Regions from separate parts of the Mus musculus genome. Here region 1 is linked to region 2. The links are chromatin contacts, called in public Hi-C maps. All regions are on one chromosome and are shown on one strand. Each heading gives the region's core, a stretch centred on a gene start, on an enhancer-like site or on the middle of the called end of the contact. The rest is flanking DNA. Distances are from core to core; before and after follow the strand shown. Region 1 overlaps Ppm1l (protein phosphatase 1 (formerly 2C)-like). Region 2 overlaps Ppm1l (protein phosphatase 1 (formerly 2C)-like).

The links. Hi-C and Micro-C count contacts between places; a contact is called where the count stands out from the background.
Region 1: a contact with region 2 is called in a Hi-C map of the G1E-ER4 cell line, with 4 times the contacts expected there. The contact joins two enhancer-like sites. A contact is called at or near these places in 18 of 484 Hi-C or Micro-C datasets (3T3-L1-derived adipocytes, the G1E-ER4 cell line, the HL-1 cell line and 14 more), 1 of 115 datasets of contacts at active chromatin or transcription factors (embryonic stem cells) and 3 of 9 other capture datasets (adipose tissue, embryonic stem cells and pancreatic islet).

The regions. Positions count from the first base shown.
Region 1 is chr3:69,483,625-69,488,119 of GRCm38.p6, reverse strand. All of the region lies in intron 1 of Ppm1l (protein phosphatase 1 (formerly 2C)-like), which reads right to left. Among named protein-coding and RNA genes, the nearest start is that of Gm52607, 24 kb to the right of the region's middle. Within about 2 kb of position 2,134, at least 35 of the 459 cell types and tissues checked have an H3K27ac peak or open chromatin away from gene starts, as enhancers often do. A contact at or near this core is called in the G1E-ER4 cell line, the HL-1 cell line and embryonic fibroblasts, where this site is marked.
Region 2 is chr3:69,353,022-69,357,866 of GRCm38.p6, reverse strand. All of the region lies in intron 1 of Ppm1l (protein phosphatase 1 (formerly 2C)-like), which reads right to left. Among named protein-coding and RNA genes, the nearest start is that of Ppm1l, 39 kb to the right of the region's middle. Within about 2 kb of position 1,461, at least 19 of the 459 cell types and tissues checked have an H3K27ac peak or open chromatin away from gene starts, as enhancers often do. A contact at or near this core is called in the G1E-ER4 cell line, the HL-1 cell line and embryonic fibroblasts, where this site is marked.

The DNA.
Region 1 (4,495 bases), core at 885-3,384, 130 kb before region 2:
GAAAAGCTGAGGTTGCCTGGGCTGCATCCCAGAAGTTTTGCATATTATTGTATACAGTTGAACAGGGAGGAGGGTGGTTGAACCCATGACCACAAAGGAGGAGCTGGTGCCTACAGCTAATCATGGAGGTGGTTTATGGTCTACAGCTAGCTCACGGAGGCAAGGGTAGCTAATTTTGGGGGAGTCGTTTCTCTAGGGGAGAAATCTTTAGGCCATGAATATGGGGAGGGGCTGGGGTGAGGAGAAAGCTATGATAAGCATTTGCAGCACACACTACCAACGTGTGTACTCAGGACCAGGAGGGGAGGCTTGGCAGTCCCCCTCTGAGCCATCCCTTTGGAGAGGCGCTGCCATTTATTTCCCTTTGGGACTGATGCATGGCTGGCTCATGCCAATAACACACATCTACTTCTCACACTTGGTGCTTCCACGCTCCCTGCAAATGAGCAATATTTCATTGCAGGCAAGGTTTCCCTGCCCTTGAATGGAAGTGCACGAGTGTGTGTGTGTGTGTGTGTGTGTGTCGATCTGGCAGCAGCCAGCACATAGCCCGCACATTAATTCTCTGAGGTCCCCATTGGAATCCATCTTTCTTATGGTAACATATCATTAACTTCTGACAGGTGTTCTTTGGCTCCAGGCACTTTAGAAGAAAGTCAGAGTGAATGCCCTTGCCCACCAGGACAAGGACGCAGGAGAGCAAGAGTGATTTCTCTTCTCTGCCTGCCAACACTGTCACTTCTTGCCATTTTTAGTCTTTGCTACTTCTAACCTAAAGAGGTTATTTAAGGAAAGAACCCTTGAGAGACCATCTTGTACTCCTAACCTCGTAATTCTGCCTCAAAAAAACAAACTAGGAACCTTCAAGAGATGGCACCAGGTGTTCACCAGAAGCACAACCATGAAGTCTCACTTCTATGGCAATTTTAGATCGCTATGGAGAGCCATGGCTGCCAACGGTTGTGTCAATGGTTATGGCGAAGGGGGAACCCAGCATGTGGAGGACAGAAAATTACAGAACATACTTAATGCTGAAGCTCAAGTTTTAATCTAAGCAGTAACGTGATGACCAACCACTAAGCTACACATCACTAGAGACAATCCTTCTGGGATGCCTCAGGAAACGAACTTTTACTAAGTTTATCATTCTGCTAACTCACATTTACTATGAGGTCAAGTTCATGTGGTAGCATGAAGCATGCCAGGGCATGTAAATATACCTCTAATCTCACACAACGGAGTATGTCTTTCTAGCTAAGGATGGCTGGCCTTATCCACAAAACCCATACCAGCCCACTTTCCAGACTTCTGGTCTCTAATTATTCTAAGATATAATCAGCCAATGTATCAAACACTGTCTAGCCGTGAGTTAGCTCCTCTTATTATTTTGATCAAAACCTACATTTAAGCCTCCGGGCTTATTTTTTTAGAACCTGTTTACAGATTAAGAAGCTGAGGTTATTTCCCTACTTCCAAGGGTATGAAGAACGAATTCTTTGCTCCTCAATTACCACACACACTCCAGAGAAAGATCAGGAATTCAACAGTAAATATCACACTACTTTGATGGTCCTTCCCTGAATTTTGTTTTCAGAGCACACATACACTTTTAGATGTTAAGCGATGGTGGCAGCATAAAAACAGCCAGCCGACCAGCCCAACGCTCACCAATCTAATGAGCACTGAAACAGCACTCAGCCAAAGTTGTTGGGCTAATGTTTTGCGATGAGCAAGTTCCTATCTCGTCTGCAGTCATAAAGAAGAAATTGTTTCACATTTTACACACTTGAGAGGCATAGGAAAAAGATCCAATGATATTGATTTATGGAGAAATATTTTTTTATTATTTCAAAAATTATATGGTTTATTCCTTATTAAATTCCCTCCCATTTCTGAATCTTGGGCTATGGAGCCTGGGGAAATATTAACTTCCATAAGTATTACTCAAATGTATTCTAGAAAGTTCCACAAATAATTCTTACTGAAAATGCCCTTGAGGACTGAGAAAGCCAATGGGACTGTTACAAATGAATTACAAAAACCTCGTGAGTTATTAATCAAAATGATAGCATTCCAAGGCTATGACACTAGAGCTGCCCCTGGAGGTCTTAGTCAGAACATACATAAAATATTCTTGGCTTGAGACAGCTATTTATACAGGAACAATTCCAGAGGACTCCTACTGGGCCTCACTTGGCTGCTACCCCATAGCTACCTCCAGGAAGCAGGGGTGGCCAGAGTGTCAGGGAAGCTCCAGATGAGTCGGGCTGATGTGGCTTCAAGAAGGATTTTCAAGGCCAGTATTAGACTTAGGGTCCTTTTATATGAAATGGAATAAGAAGGGTTGAACTTTCTACTCAGTGACTTGGTGATAATTTTATTTAGTGTCTCATGACTAACTCAATGAGAACCCCCACCCTCACCCCCAATCATTCAGCTCAGGTCATCTAGCTGGACAGCAAGTACCTTTATGATCCGTCTCCCTGAAACTCAGAAAGATATCATGGTCACAGGAAAGTCTCAGTAGATGCACACAAGGGAAAGGCCTCTGTGTTCTTTACCGAATTAGGTGGCTGGCCTTGATCAGCATCTTTGTGGGTTAGAACTCCAACTGTCAGTTTGTTGGGGTAGGGAGGGGGGTGGCTTCCTTTAAAATTAGTCATGGGGTTTGCTCTATCCTTGGTTCAAATCTGTTTTAACTTGGGCTATGTATTTGAGAGGGAGAACTCTGGATCGCACCTGCTAGTTGAATTTGATACAATGTAGCATGGATTTCTACCCAGCTTTACAGTAAGTTCTGACAGACTCCTAGGGTTGTACCAGGCCCTTTACAACAGCCCTTGTGCATATCCCAGGACTCTCTAGCTTGTAAAGGTTGTTGTTGTTATTGTTGATGTTGTTGTTTTAATTACTACTATTACTAACCTATTTTATTAAATTATATGTATCACGTATTTGTGTATGTGCATGCAAGTCTGTGGGGTGCCCAGAGGACAAATTGCAAGCTTCCTTCTTTCCCGCTACTATAGTGGTTCTGGGGCTTGAAGTCAGGCTATCAGGCTTTGCCAGGGCTGACTTAGCCCACTGAGCCACCCTGCTAACCTATAATATTTTTAATTCTTATAAAAAAAAACTGACTATATGCATTGACATTGCCACAGGCTCCTTTTTCTGTCATTTAGAATTGGCAGTTTGCTGAGCCTCAGAGAGCCGGAGCCCTCCCCACTCTGAAGCAAAGTGACTGTCTTAGGAGATACCAGACGGCACTGACATTCTTCCCGGCAGCTTGTGGGCAGTCAAGCAACCCTTAGAAAGCTGTGTGAAACCACACCACAATTTGCTCTTGAATGTACCCTGGCATGGTCAGAAGAGCACCCTCACCTCAGCCAAGTCAGCCAGAGCACTGCACCAGGATGCAGGCAGAAGGAAGGGAAGCTGGAATCACCGGCAGGAATGTGTAACTACACACAGAACTCAAAAGGACATCTTATTTTAGAAAAGAGAAGAAAAGGATACCTAATTGCATGGAAAGGCTGTAATTTCAGCAGCGAGCGCACCTGCTTATGTAAACACAAAGTGACAGATCCTTAGCTCTCAATAGGCAAATCGGTCGTAGACCATAGAAAGAAAAGATGCCTACTGCCAGCTCCAAAAAAACACAGCTGGATAGGTCGGTGCACAGTCCAGGGCTAGGACGGCCTCTTTGCTGTTCATTTTTATTGTACATGCCAAGGGAACACTATTTTAGATGTTGAGGATACATGTTGGGGGAGGGGCGCCGTGCCCGCTCCAAGCATGCTGTGGGGCTAGGGGAGAGGTGAGGGACCACATGCTAACAGACGTAAGGATGCTCTTTCAAGAGAGACAACCAAGGAACCTAATAGCCTAGGGTAGCCTTCGGCTTGCCTAGAGAGCCAGGCTGTGCCAAGAACTTAGGACAGGCAGTGGGGTAGGAGGGGTAAGAGGTAACAGCCAGCTATGTCAGCGTGATTTTTAAAGTGTGGGAAAACTGGAGCCATGAGAACACAGAATTGGTAATTTCACAGGTAGAGAAATCAAACACATAAACATTGGACAAATCTGAAATATTCTAGTTTTAAACCGCTCATTTGCAATGACAACAGACGCAGGCTAAAATGAACGTTTCTCTACTGCAAAATGTGCGAGCGCTCCCCGCTGTGGGATAGGAAAGTGGCATTTTCAATTGAGCAGGACAGAGGTCTAACGGGCTCCCCTCTCCAAACCCCCACACCTCACTAGCCTCTCATGCAGGTCTTGTTGAATGAAGGAAGTTCCCCATCACAGAGAATTTGAGAAAGACATATAGACTCATATCTAGAATGGGCTAATATTTCCCACTGTGAGAATCTCAGTTCCCAAGAGGAAGTCCAGTGGGAACATTTACAGTGGCCAGAGTCCATCCACCTACCAGCCCTCCTTGGAGGAGAGCTGGGAAAACTGGAAGCAACTTCACTTACCCTCCTGGGTGGGCCAG
Region 2 (4,845 bases), core at 212-2,711:
TAAACAGAGCACTTGCAAGACACTCCAAATATCTCTAAAAACAAAAACAAAAACAAAAACCTCTAAAAACACGTCTGTCTTGAACTTGACAAAGGTCTATGTTGCAAACACAGCTATCTACACACAAAGCTGGGCGAGGAGATTATTTATGATACCTCATAGATTTGATTAAGGAAAAATAAGATCCAAAGTATAAAACAACAAATCTCATCTATTTATTAAAACCATCAAAATCTGCACCATGGGAGGTCCATCGTAGATAACTGGCTACAACTGATTCTCAAACCAAATAAGTAGACAGAAGGACTGTCAAAAAAAGAAAAAAGGAAAAAAAAAAAAAAGACAGCCATAGAGTTTGTTTAATAAAGAGCTAACTGCTTGGTTTTTTGTTTGTGGGTTTTTTTTCTGTCTTCAAGTTTTCTCAAAAAGAAAACATGCAATTACCGCGTCTGGTAAAATGCCTGCCTGTGGTCTCTGCTGTCATATCTAATTTTAGGTGTGGAAGTGGAATTTTCTCAGGCATTCTTACTTTGAAAGCTGCACTGTTGAACTTTGGAATATCAAAATCTCTGGAAGCTTGAAATTATCCAACAACGCTTATAATCTAGCAGACACAGTGGTCCTTTAGCAAGGAAGAGACTTTTAAAAACAACCTTCTAATATTTTTTAAAGATTAAATACTACCTAGGAAAAAATTTAAGACCAATAAAGGCAGTGGAGGGAAATGTATTTGAATATGAAAGTTCAAAGACTAGCATGGAAAACTGTTCTCCATCTCTGAGTTGTTACACACCATCAAAGTGCTAAATAAAAAGTAACCGTGGTAAAAATGACTTAGGAAGACTGTTCTCGGGCAGGAAACAGTCACCACAGAGCACGTGCATGTATCTGTCCATCTAAACGCTGACATTTCATTTCTCATTAGATCTTATTTAAATTTGCATGACAGATAACAGTCATTTTCTTTGTTTTTAGGGTTGACAAGGTCTCACTGTGTGGCCCAAGTTCCCCTCAAACTCCTGCCTCATCTCTAGAATGACAGGAACACAGACTTGCCGTTCTAGCATTTAATATTTTTTTCTTGACGTAGACATTAGCATTCTTTTTTTAAAAAAAGTTATCGGTAGTTTCTTCAAAACATGGAAGGTTGGGATGTCTTACTCAAGATGGGCATAAATTTGGTTAAATTATTAAACAAACGGTCAGAAGCCAGAAGGGGGTTGGCCTTCCAAGGGCGCTGGATTAATGACAATTAATTAATTAATGCAGGAGGAACTGTGCTCAGTGCCTAGAGGGGCCAGCACTCCTCCCCCTGGCAGAGCCACACCCTGAGTCCTCCCCAGGCTTTCACAGGCTGTGCTCCCTTATCCTCAGGGCTCTCTTAACCGCAGCCAGTCCAGCTGACCAACCTCCCCCTCCCGGGAAACTCAGGAGTCTTACAGCAAATCCATGAAGGGAAATTTCCCCAGTCCCTATGTAGAGGCTGTGCCTCTGTTCTCCTTCCAATGAGTCTGGATTACTCACACCAGTGGTATGAGTAATAATTTTTTTTGTTTTGTTTTTATTTTAAATTAAAACAAGCATGGTGGTACATGCCTATAAATCCAGCAGAGGAAATGAAGGCAGGAAGGTCGTTAAGTCTGAGGCTAGGCTGAGCAGCATACCGAGACTCTGATTTGCCGAATTCTTATGCTCTACTACGTTTTATTTCCTTCTTTCAAGAAAATTAACTTTATAAAAATACATTTTCTGGGGCTTGAGAAATGGCTCAGCAGTTAAGAGCATGTATTCCTCATCCAGAAAACGGGGGCTCCATTCCCAGTCCTGTTGTCGGATGGCTCACTTGTACACCCCATTGTACACGATCTGTAAGTCTAGCTCCCAAGGGATCCAAATGTGCCCTCTGTGTGTATATGAGCTCTCAGATGCACATTCTTACACACAGACATGCACATAATTAAAGACAATAAAAATATGAGATCTTAGAAATAAAATACACTGCCCCAAGAGAACCACTGCTCTTGCCATAGCAAAAATATCGAAACTCAGATCTTTGTGACTTTCCAAAGTCCATGTTCTTTTTCCATCATATCACCCTGTCTTCTAATGTAGCCTTACCGAAGATGTTTATAACTTACAGCATAATGCGCACGCACATGTGTGCCCATGTGTATGCTTTTCTGAACAGATCTGCTTACCATGCGCTTGCTCTACCATAATAACACTCTAAGAGCTTAATACAGACATGAATTTGCTAGGCGTGACAGTGCATACCTCTGATCCCAGCATTTAGTTGGCAGAGACGGATCTCTGTTGAGTTCAAGGCCAGCATGGTCTTGAACATGTGCAAATATCATAGCACATTTGAGACCAGCCAGTCTCAAATGTGAGAGTCTGGAGGTGGGGGAGATTGGGGGCGGGGGATAGAGAGCAGAGAATGAATAAATGTAAAGAAATAATGGAGCCAACTCAGGACTCCATTAGCAAACTAGTGTTCTTCCTAATGCCCTGACCCGATGAGAGCCTCTTCCCTATTTTAAATATTAAAGAAATCCTAATGCCAGCGTGGGTTCACACCCAGCATCCTGAAATCTCAGTTCTACACACACACACACACACACACACACACACACACACACACATACACACACACACACACACAGACACACATACACATACACACACACACACACACACACAGACACACACATACACACACACACATACACACACAGACACACACACACATACACACACAGACACACACACACATACACACACACACACACACACACACACACATACACACACACACACACACACACACACACACACACACACACACTGGTGCTGGTGCTGATGGTAGTGCCTGCCTGGCGGTGGAGGTAAAGGTCAAAGGTGAGAGCAGGAAAGGGAAAACCAGGAAGGTGTGGTTAGGAGATCACTCTAGCTTTCTGGAACATTGTGGAATCTATCAGAGCGAGAAGAGACTTTCCTTGTCACATGACTTGACACAGGCCAATGGTGTTAAATTGGCAGTTCTCTACTCTGGATAGCCAGAAATAAACTATCACTATCTCTTGGCCCTTACAACTTGTAAAATACACACATTTTTTTTTTCTTTACTCCAAGTGCAAAAAGTCCTTCTAAGCAAAGGTTTAATGATCATGTTCATTAAGGGCTGATTGGCCCTAAAATGCTATGTTCATATGTTTTAAAGAGCTATTTAACAAATACATGGAAATTTGCAACCTACTCTTTTATTGCATATCCACTGTACACAGAGATGCCCTCCAATGCCACATTGTTCCCCTGGGCAGTCTATTTCTACTTTGACAAATACGAAGGAATGGTTTCATGATCCACAGAAAATCCAAAATCCGCAAATGAGAAATAATAACAATATTTGACTTTCTGTGACTGACTCACTTCACGCAATCTGATGCTCTCCAGTTGCGGCCATTTCCCCTCAAATGACATAGTTTCATCCTTCTCTAGAGTTAACCAAAGTACATTTTCTGCATCCTTTGTCAACAGCCTCCTAGGGTGGTTTCACAACTTAGGGATGTCAATGTGGCTACAGTGATCATAAAGATGTGCAAGCAGCCCTGTAACAACCTGCTTTTAAACAACCAATGAGCACAGAGGAAATGTTTATGTAAAAATGGAGATGAGGCACATCAAACCCTATGGACATCAGCGAAGGCTGGTATCACAGGCAGGTATCAGAGCCCAGGGGAAAGGGCAGCATCCCACACCTGCACCGAAAAGCAGGATCCGCCCTGATAAAAACCCAGTGCTGCATCTCAGGGCACCAGGAAAACTACAAGGTAAAGAAAGAAGAAAATCAGGACAGAAGTGAAACAGAGACTTTGAAGAACAAAACCAAGAAACAACCAGCTACTTCTTTAAAAAGATAAAGCAGACAGATCCTTAATTAGATGAGAGAGAGAGAGAGAGAGAGAGAGAGAGAGAGAGAGAGAGAGAGAGAGAGAGAGAGAGGACTCAGTTCCAAGAAATCAAAAGTATAAAGTACAAAAGATCTTTAGAGAGTAATATTAACTACCACAAGCCAACTAATTGGAAAACCTGGAAGAAATGGACTCACAGGCCAAAACCCATCACCAAGATTCAATCCTGAAGAAACACAACCTGAAAAGACCAGTAGTAACATAAAGTTACCGAATCAGTAAAACAGTCGCCCATGGGGAAAAGCCCAGCGGGAGACTGATGCACTCCAGAGCTCTACCTGAAGATAGCTGTCAGCTGAACTGCCACAGGCCTGAGAGCAAGAACAGAAGCAAACAGCCAAAGGTAGCACAGGCCTGCAATCTCTGCAGTCAGGAGGCCGAGGCAGGAGAGTCAAAAGCTTGGGGCTCCTTTGGCCCAGACAGTGAGAGGCCATCTCAAAGCAGGAGGAAGAAAGAGAAGATCTGTGGACTAATGATACCAATTCGCCTTCAAGTATTCAAGGGGATAATTCTAAATGCATGCAAGAGGCCAGCTTTATTGGAACACCAAAACCAGAGAAGGAAAAGCAAAAAAGAAAACCACAGATCAGCATTACTGATGAGCAGAGGCAAAAACCCTCATCAAACTAATCAAAAAATGTATTAATTCTTATTATTAATTAATAACTATTAATTATTGATTAATTATTAACAAACAATTCACTGTGGTGAATATTGGCAGTTTAACACATACAAATCAATCAGTTGGGTATATCAAGTAAACAAATGTCGAATCATACGATCTTCCAAATGGATATAGAAAAGGTATTTTTAGTCAGCTACTGGCTAGAGCCTCTCAGAGGACAGCCATGCTAGACTCCTGTCTGCAAGCATA